3 separate regions of the Sus scrofa genome follow, and regions 1 and 2 are each linked to region 3. Evidence: chromatin contacts called from public HiChIP or PLAC-seq data. All regions are on one chromosome and are shown on one strand. Each heading gives the region's core, a stretch centred on a gene start, on an enhancer-like site or on the middle of the called end of the contact. The rest is flanking DNA. Distances are from core to core; before and after follow the strand shown.

Evidence for each region. HiChIP or PLAC-seq counts read pairs in DNA pulled down with a chosen protein or histone mark.
Region 1: an H3K27ac HiChIP or PLAC-seq map of alveolar macrophages shows a contact between it and region 3. The contact joins the promoter of DNAH3 here to the promoter of LOC100524613 in region 3. A contact is called at or near these places in 1 of 5 promoter capture datasets (liver), 2 of 47 Hi-C or Micro-C datasets (blood and heart right ventricle) and 2 of 2 datasets of contacts at active chromatin or transcription factors (alveolar macrophages and skeletal muscle).
Region 2: an H3K27ac HiChIP or PLAC-seq map of alveolar macrophages shows a contact between it and region 3. The contact joins the promoter of LYRM1 here to the promoter of LOC100524613 in region 3. A contact is called at or near these places in 1 of 5 promoter capture datasets (liver), 1 of 47 Hi-C or Micro-C datasets (heart right ventricle) and 2 of 2 datasets of contacts at active chromatin or transcription factors (alveolar macrophages and skeletal muscle).

What each region holds. Positions count from the first base shown.
Region 1 is chr3:24,909,802-24,912,844 of Sscrofa11.1, forward strand. It overlaps DNAH3 (dynein heavy chain 3, axonemal), which reads left to right and starts at 1,359. Exons shown (of 66, transcript XM_021086503.1): 1 at 1,359-1,700. TMEM159 (a long non-coding RNA gene) reads right to left here and starts at 1,026. Exons shown (of 8, transcript XR_002342386.1): 1 at 873-1,026.
Region 2 is chr3:25,150,178-25,153,468 of Sscrofa11.1, forward strand. It overlaps LYRM1 (LYR motif-containing protein 1), which reads right to left and starts at 1,835. Exons shown (of 4, transcript XM_021086518.1): 1 at 1,709-1,835. It overlaps DCUN1D3 (DCN1-like protein 3), which reads left to right and starts at 1,324. Exons shown (of 4, transcript XM_021086516.1): 1 at 1,324-1,511.
Region 3 is chr3:24,227,354-24,230,663 of Sscrofa11.1, forward strand. LOC100524613 (cytochrome b-c1 complex subunit 2, mitochondrial) reads right to left here and starts at 1,478. Exons shown (of 14, transcript XR_002342381.1): 1 at 1,323-1,478.

The DNA of each region.
Region 1 (3,043 bases), core at 109-2,608, 680 kb after region 3:
CTTACACTGCGTAGGACACAAGTTCCCCGCCTTCTCCGCGCCTTCCGGGCTGAGCCAGAACACCAGCTAACCCACCCTCGCTTCTACAGCCCGCCGCCCCTCCACGACAAAAGCCCCCAACTCTTCCATCCCTGCCCCTCCCGGGGCAAACGGAAAACCTAAACGTTCCGGCTGGGGGGAGGGGGGGCTCCGCATCCAGGGCTGGAGGAAGGAAACCTGGGGGCAGCCTCGAGGGGATCCAGGCCTCCCGCTCCTCACGTGGTTCCAATCTCCCCGCCTTCGAAGACGCGAAAGGGGGCAGGCGCCCAGTTTCTTAGGATCCAAAGGGAGGGGGGAAGGGGGATGATGAAGGTAGAGAAGGGGGTCTGCACCCGAAAGGGCACCGAGGCAGGGAAATGGGAGCTCAGGAGGGAGTCGAGTACCTAGTCATTAATTTGGGGAGAATAATCCACCTTTGGAACTTGGAGTTCCTACCAGCACTGACGGGAAAGGTGGGTCCACGTTAGAGAAGAACCTGATAAGGAGGAGGGCATCTGTGTTCATTAATTCTAAAGAGGGGGTTTGGAGACTTCCCAACCAGGTTTCCCAAGAAAGGGCAGGGTCTCCGGGCTGGGATAGGGAAGACAAACCTTTCACAAAACGTAGCAGGTGTGGATAAAGCGTGTGTGTGCGTGCGTGTGTGTGTGCGTGTCTGTCCCCCGAGGGCTCGGAGGGATGGGACAATAACCAAACCGCAGACTGAAGGGTTTAAGTCCTGGGACGCCAGCTACCTTCTCAACCCACCGCCCCCGCGCTCTGCCGTTCGTCCCGCCCCGCGAAGTCTAGCCAGTCAGGGCCCTCAGTTTCCCCGCGCCCCAGCAGCCAGCTCTCACCTGCTCCTGTCAGCCGCACCTCTTATACTCTGCAGGCGGAGCAGAGTGTGCCCGGAGCGGGAAGAGGAAGCAAAACGCAGGAAAGAGGAGCGGGAAGAGGAAGCGAGAGGCGGGGCGAGGAGCTGGAGCTCGCGCCCTCCCACCCCCTCCGCGGCCCCGCCTCGCACCTCCCTTCCCCTCCCCTCCCTCCCCTCCGCGGCCCGGCCTCGCGCCTCCTCGCCCCTCCCCTCCGCTCCGCGGCCCCGCCTCGCGCCTCCCTTCCCCTCCCTCCCTCCTCTCCGCGGCCCGGCCTCGCGCCTCCTCGCCCCTCCCATCCGCTCCGCGGCCCCACCTCGCCCCTCCCCTCCCCTCCCCTCCCTCCCCTCCCTCCTCCCTCCCCTCCCTCCCCTCCGCGGCCCGGCCTCGCGCCTCCTCGCCCCGCCCCTCCTCTCCGCGGCCCCGCCTCGCGCCTCCTCGCCCCGCCCCTCGGCTCCGCGGCCCCGCCTCGCGCCTCTCCTCTGCTCTGCTCTTCTGGGCTCACCGGGCCCAAGGTCCCAACGACCACGCGGAGGCGCTGCAAGCTGCGGCGTGGCGGCCAGAGCATAGCGCCGGGTGGCCACAGCAAAGTGCGCGGAGTCCCTCAGCCTTTCGGAGCTTCTCGGACGGGCGTTGAGTGAGGAGCTCGTGAGGAAACTGAGGCTCTGAAAGAGCTGCCCTTCCACCTCAGGCAGGTGGACTGGCGCGTGAGAATGGGCTTTCTCAGGATCATAGGGCTTCCGCTGCCTAAATACCATGAACCAAGTCTTTTGGAGGCATCTCTGGAGCTCAAGACAGACAAGTGACAGTGACGTAAGTACGACTTTGACTGGAAGGTTTTAACTGCTACTTTTCAAATGCAAATGTCATGACCCAGCGACATCCTTAAAAATGGGTTAGATTAGTGTTTCCATTTTATACATGAAAAAGTCTAATCCCAAATCCTCCGTTTCAAATCAGAGCCAGAACACATGGTCCCTGACCCGAAATCCAACCCATACAGCAGGGTTTCTCAGCTGGACATCACTGCTGATATTTTGGTCAAGAAGATTCTGTGTTGAGGGGGCTGTCCTGTGTATTGTAAGATGTTTAGCAGCATCCACGGCCTCAACCCACTAGATGCCAGTAGTACTTTCCTTCCTAGCAGATGACCAAAAATGTCCCCAAACATTAGCAGATGTCCCCTGGGGGGCACAGTTGTCTAGGTTGAGAACAACTGCCATAGGACATACTGGTAAAGACCATGAACTGGGGTCCAGCAGTCCCGGGCTGTGGTCCCAGGTCAGACTTTTACTGTGTAACCTTAGAGGAATTATCTCTCTGAGCTCAGCTTCGTCTGTGAAAGGGAGAGGGGGATAGACTTGAGGACTCAGGCCCTTTCCATCCAGGGACCTGTTTTCATCCATCTCTCCTCTGTGACTCGTGTCCATAGCAACCTGGAAAATAACTCTTTAGGAAAGAGAAAAGCAATCACAGGTTTGTAGTTAGGGCTGGTGAGTACAATAATGGCTGTGAAGAACTTAGCACCTATCTGGCACATAGAAGGGACTAAAAATATTTAATGTATTTGTTTTTCCTCCCTCATCATATCAAGTTTTCCTAGTTTATTTATTTTTATTTTTTATTTTTTTATTGTGGTATAGTTGACATATAACAAATATCAGGTGTGCAACATAATGATTTGATATTTGTGTACATTGCAAAATGATCACAATAAGCCTAGTTAATGTCTGTCATCATGTATAGCGTTTTTTTTTTCCTTGTGGTGAGAACTTTTAAGATTTACTCTCTTAAAAACTCTCAAATATGCCATACAGTATTATTACCTATAATTGCCATGCTGTCTATTAATCCCCCTGACTTACTTATTTTATAACTGGAAGTCTGTACCTTTTGATTTCCTTCACTGACTTTGCCCATCCATCAATGATGTATTACTTCTACCAAGTAGTATTTCCAGAAATAATTAGGCTGGTGGATAGAGAAATAAGTTTAGGGGTCATAATAATAATAAGCTTAGGGTCCTCTCTTCCTCCACCACATCCAGGAAAGAGGGAGCTAGTGGTGACGATAGGAGGACATAGGCAGAAATGTCTTCCTAAATTCTCATGTTTCAGGCAGTCATGTCTGGTTTCATGCCTTTTTTCAACTGCAGT
Region 2 (3,291 bases), core at 585-3,084, 920 kb after region 3:
CTCCTTCTTAAAACCCTCCAGTAATGTAGTAGCAGCCGAACCCTCACCGTGGGCTAAAAGACTAGACTAGATCAAGCCCTGCCACTTCTCCATCACAGACCACTCTGCCTGGCTCTTGCTTTTATTCCTTCCTACTCCAAGCACCTGGCCTTCTTCCCTTCTTTCCTCAGATCCCTGCCCATTGGCTCTTTTCACCACCTAGAAAGCTCATTCCCTACCTTCCTTCTTTTCTCGGATTTCTGCAAAACTCAGCCTCCTCTGAGTAGCTTTATGGATTTAAAGTGGCCCTCACCCCATCTTCTACCACTTCATCTGATATTACTATCTTTGGGGCATTCCTCACTTGCTGATATTTTTTATTGATTTACTTTTTAACTTTCTCCCAGACTCGAATCACAGACCAACGCCTTTTGCACTAAGAAGCTAGTTCTCATTATCTTAGAAAGTATCGGTGTCCTGTCAACCTTCCTCCCTCGCCCTACTAATTTGCCCCTACTAATCTCCCATTGACATTCGGGAATCCAAAGGTTTCAGACATCCCAGATGGTCCCCAAACCAGCATTTTCAGCATTCCCAAACCAGGCTTCCCCTTCCTGGCCCTGGAGCCACTTCCCTTGGCAGGTTCCCCACGCCAGCAGCGGGGACACCGAGCCGCCCTCGCGAGGCTGGGGTCACACAGGCTCGTCTCCTAGCAACGTCGCACCCCCCACCCTCACCCATCCCTGCCCCTTGGGAGCCAACCCCTTCCCCCAGTCTCCCGCGCCAGGAGTCAGCGTCTCCATTCTCTACACTCACTCTGCGTCAGTCCAGCCTTCCCCCACCCACAGAAGCGCCGCAGCCTACGGCAGACTGGGAGGAGGCGGCGCCGGGAGCCCAGCTGAGCCGTGGTCGACAGAGCTTAAGCAGGTCCGGTAGGCCAGGCCAGACCAAACCACCAGACGAACCTCCGTGGGAGCATTCGTACCAGGTCGGGGGTAGGCTAGAGCCTTCCTTAAACGTCACACTCTAGACCACCCTCCACCGTATTCGCAACAATTATAGCCAAGTTCAACCTTTTCTTATTTTTCCTTTCCCCCTTCCGCTCTCCTCTCCCCCGGATTCCAGCCCCCCCCCCGAAAATGGGCCAGTCCATCTCCTCCTAGCCCTCCCTCCGCGTCGCTAGGTCTTTGCCCTTACTTGGCGACGGCTTCGTACGTCTTTGCGTACGTCGTGACGCAACCTGCCCCTCGTTCCCTCCCCGCCCTTCTCCTATTCCGCCTCCCGGAGCGGGCGGCCCGCGGGGTTACCGGAAGTGATGATGCAGGAGGCGATGGAGGGGGCGGGGTTTCGGGGCGGCCGCCGCCGGTGGGCCGCAGATGAAGAGGAGGCGGCGGCAGTGGTGGAAGAAGAGGCGGCGGCGGCGGTGGGGGTAGGGTGCTTGAAGACGCGAGCGGGGATGGTAGGTGGTTTGGACCTGCCGGGCCGCCGTCGTTTCCAGAAAGGGTTTGACTGGAGGAACCTCTGGAGCAGCTGTGAGTTTGGGGGTTGGGGGGTGTATGAGGAAAAGGGGAGGCTTTGGGAGATGAAGGGGCGGGGGTTTGGGTACCTTCGAGAAAGGGGGGTAGAAGGGGAGGAGTGGAAATCGGCGCCTTGTCTGGACTGGTCCCGCTGGAGGAAGACGCTGTGAGGGGGCCCTGTGGCGTGTCAGCCCCAGGCTCAGAAAACTTACCTACTGTCTCTGCCCCTCCACCGCCGGCACCCCCCACCCGCCACCCAAGGCCTGGGGCTCTGGGGGCCGGAGCTGCCCTGGAGGGAGTGCAAACTCTAGTCTTCTGCCCCTGGTAAGTGCAGTGAGGTAGGAGCCCAAGCAGGAGGTGGTGGGTGAATCTCCAGCTCCTCCGCCCTCATTTCCCTCCCCACCCCCATCCTTCTCTTTAATCATTAACAGCCCTGGAATTAAGGGGCTCAGACCTGGAGGCCTTCCTATGCACCTTTGCTGTAAACGATAACCATCTGTGCCTGAGGTAATGGGGCTGGAAGCTTTGCCTGTATCCTGTATAGGAAGTGGGACAGGGTGACAAATGTATTGTTTTTTTCTATTCTCCCCCACCCCCATCCTCCCCCATGCATACCCCTCCTTTCCACTTTAATTCTCCGTGGCTAAGTAGTAATCGTGTTTTTTTCTTTTTCTTTTTCCCTTTCGTCTTGGTACCTTCTTTTGAATTTGGTGTTCTGCTTCTATCCCAGATCTTAACTTCAAGCTTTGTAATACTTCAGTTACAAGCTGTGTCTCTTTGGGAGTACTTCTCAATGCCCGGTCGCTCCCGATTAAGATAAGCATTTTCTCCTAAGAATACTGGAATTCCAAAGCCTTGCAGGGATTCCTGAATGGCATCATAGTCCAGGAATCAAGGTCTCTTCCTCTGAATACTTTATATGTGAGGAATTTAAATGTTGTCAACTCTTTCCAGAATGTTTTGATCTTAGGCTAATTCTGGATTTCTGTGTTTTTCTCCACCCACACTTCATAATGCACTTTGGAGAAGAGAAAACCCCATGTACTTTTTTGTTTCTACAATTTGACAATAGCTCTTTTATCTTTCTCTCCACTTGTGTGTCTGGCACACAAGTCTTCGATGACACATTTGGCTTGTACTGATTTCCATCTTATTTATTTAGCTGAATGTTTGTATATAAGTGGCGTTAAATAAGACATTGTGACTTGTTTAGTTTTGTTTTAAGGAAGAAGGTAAACCAATAAGGGATGTAAAAAAATCATTTGAAAATTGCAAAGAATGATTGAAGAAGAAGATCTCCGTTGATATTCTGTTGGTTTAAGGGGGAAAAAAATGTAGTGCTACTTTAGCCTTTTGTAGGGATTTCAGAGTGAAGTGTGATGATTCCTATTTTGGTGTTGATATTTTCTTTGGAAATCTTTTTTGGATTATAAATTTGGAAATAAATTCTTTGTTGAATCTGGAGCTGTGTTTTCTGAAGAACTTGAAGAGTTGGTGCCCAAATTTTAGGGATCATTTGATTAGAAAAAGTCCATAAATCCTGTTCCTCTGCAACTGAATTTATATGCTTATTGCTAGACAAATTATCATAACATGGGTTCCATTCTACTCATCGGGGCTTTCAAGCCTGATAAAACAGAATATTTAATGCTTTGATTGTACAAGTAATGGCATGTTTAGATGTTTCACAGAAATGTAACAGAAGAAAAAAATGACTACTTTTCTCATTTTAGCTGAATTGGAATCATTGACTAAAAACTCCAAAATTCATTCAATCAACAAACTTTTCTTGACT
Region 3 (3,310 bases), core at 228-2,727:
GGTTCCCAGGCTAGGGAATCGGAGTTGTAGCTGCTGGCTTACGCTACAGCCACAGCAAGCTCAGTTCTGAGCTGTGTCTACTACCTACACCACAGCTCATAGCAACGCCAGATCCTTAAGCCACTGAGCAAGGCCAGGGATTGAACCTGTGTCCTCATGGATTCTAGTCAGATTCGTTTCCACTGAGCCACGATGGGAACTGAGTATTTTTTTCCTACTGGAAAGTGGAGATGGATGGAATGGAGGAGGAGCTTTGGAGATCTTTGCCCAGTCTAACTGGGTTTTCCTCTAATCACTGGTTTGTCTAGGGGTGTTAGGAAGGGTAAGACAATTGTAGACTAAATTAGGGCTATTTGTACAATTCATAGTTTATCTACTTAAACATTAAGTGCAGAGAAACTCCATTCCCTGGTCTTTTGCACCTCCTTCTATCAGGTTCCTAGGTTACCTTGCAAACCCAGGTAATTTTGGCATTTGGGACTGGACAATTCTTTGCCGTGGATGGCTTTAGGCACTGTAGGATGTTCAGGTGCAGAACTCCCCCACAAGTTGTTACAACCAAAAATGTCTCTAGATATTGCCAACTGTCTCCTAGGAACAAAGGCGGCTTTGCTGAGATTTTTCAATCTGAGAACAAGACCCCCCCCCCATAACTACCGTTCCACACATATAACACTGACACTTAGAGGAGATTTCCCCAGACAACAGCTATGCTTCACTCCGGCTTGGCTTGAATGAGCTTAAGCTCTTGAGGGCAGGCCAAGAACCCCTCCTGGATAAACTCTGACAAGAGATCAAGAAAAGCAGGAGACCACAGTAACAACTTCCAGGCACTGCGAAAAACGCTACAAAGACATTAGCTCATTTCTTCCTTAGGATCATACTCATAAGCCCATTGGAAAAGGTGATGCTCCGTGATACGCCAAGAAGCATACGCCGAGGCTGACGGGTAGGGACGGGGGGCCGAGGCTGACAGGTAGGTCTACGCCGGCCTCCTGCGTCCGAGGTCTGGCGGTCGCCTTCTCCAGCAAAGTGCACTAATGACCTTCAAAGGTCTCCCACGCCCAGTCGCTGCACCTCGGCTCTCAAACCCTCTCCCTCTCTTTCGGTTTTCCGGCATTGGGTCTCCGGTACTCAGACCACGAGCTGTCCTTCGGCCGCCCGACCCACCCAGCCTGCAGACCACTTGGCCGGCAGGGTTCAGCTGAAGGGCAGAACAGAGCCCAAGGCACCGGGACCCCAAACCAGGCACCTCCTGTCCGTATGACCTTGCTAACAAACTGCTCTCCCAACCCTGCCCCAAGCCCGCCGGCTGTGCTCACCGAGAAGGATCCGGCTCTGGTTATAAGCTTCATGGCTTAAGATTGCTCGGACCCGCGGTCACAACCGCCTTACAGGAGAGCAAGATGGTGGCGGAGGGCGGGAATGGCCCAACTCTCCCCGCGACACTCTTTCCCACGCCTACTGAGGGGCCTCTCTACACGACCCGCCTGCGCTCTACTGCTCCCCGGAGGAGGTTGGACCAGTCCAATTCCTCCAAGACGCAGGCTAGGGAGACACATAATTTCGTAAGGAAATATTCAGAAGGCAATTTAAATGACCACTTTTAGATTTCTCTTCCTGGCGCGGATATCCACTCTGTAGTCCTTTTCTACGTCTAGGACAGCCCATCCAGCACCCCCGCCACTTTGGATTCTCCCGATCTGGACTGTCCAATGAAAGAGCCCCTGCCCGGGGCTTTCCCCCCCGCGGCGACTGAGTTCCAGGACTTCCCACTGCCTGGTGGCCGTGGCCTTGGGAGCGGGTCTCCGTGGCTGCCCTGCAGCAAAGGCTTGGACGTAGAAACCTGGTGTGATCGCCTCTCGCTTGAAGTCCTCGCTAGATCATTAGCTCCATGAGAGCAGAGGCCTTACCCAGAGAATTCGCTGTTCTTACTTCCAGATCAGGTCCGGGGAGACTGAAATTTAGGAAATCCTCACAACTAAGGTCTCTACTCTCATGGAATTTATATTCTAGACTGGGATTACGTAGAAAATAAAAACTGAGCTATAGTTTTGTCTTAGATTAAAAATTTTGAATAGTAGTGGTGCGCTCGCGCGAGAGACTGGAACTGAAGGTTGCTTATTGGGAGTCGTGTGACTGGGGGGAAGCGAATTCAGTGCTTTCTTCAACGAGTAGTAACTTAGCCGTTGCCTGTGCCAGACACTATTCTAAAGAATAAGGCATGATCCCTGCCCTTCAGGGACTTAACAGTCTGGTACCCTGCCACTTTGCGTGGTTGGGAAACCAACATCAATATCATTTAGGAGTTTGTTTGAAATGCAGAATCTAGGTTCCATATAGAATCAAAATCTGCACCTTTGCAAGATCCCAAGTTGATTCATATGTGCATTAAAATTTCATAAGGGCTGGTACTGTAGATGTTACAAAGCATACACAAACTTAGGTCTTCTTTGGCTTGTGGGTGAATTGCTCCGCCTTATCTAACAGGAGATACCAGGCGACTTCTAATACCCGGTGGTGAAAATGTGATACACTTACACAGTGATGCATGTGATGATTTTAAGTTGGTACATAAATGAACATTGTTCTATTTTAATAGTTGTATATTTATTTTGAATATTATGGCAAGTAGTGCTGGTAATGAGTTTCTTCTTTTATGACATCAGTGAGTCTTAGAAACAATGCTAAATGTAAAAGCATTAAGTAACTATATTCAGTGTGATGCCTATTTTCTAGAGTTCACAAACAACAAAAACTAACCAGTACAGTAGGTGAACATGTAAATGAAATAAAACCAGAAAAAGGAAAAAAATCTTAATGATTAGTTGAAAAATAACTGGGTAACAAAACACGAACTGTTTGTTCTGAAAATGCTGAAAACTAAAACAATTAAAAAAAAAAAACATAGGAGTTCCCGTTGTGGTGCAGTGGTTAACGAATCCAACTAGGAACCATGACGTTGCGGGTTCGATCCCTGCCCTTGCTCAGTGGGTTAACGATCCGGCGTTGCCGGGAGCTGCGGTGTAGGTTGCAGATGCGGCTCCGATCCCATGTTGCTGTGGCTCTGGCGTAGGCCGGTGGCTACAGCTCCGAATCGACCTCTAGCCTGGGAACCTCCATATGCCGCGGGAGAGGCCCAAGAAATAGCAAAAAGACAAAAAAAAAAAAAAAAAAAAAAAAATCACAGATGACCTAAATTAATAGAGACATATCATGTACAAGGATTAGAAGACTCAACATAGTAAATACGTCAGTTATCCCCAATTTGATACACAGATTTGATGCAAACTAATCAAACCTGAACTCT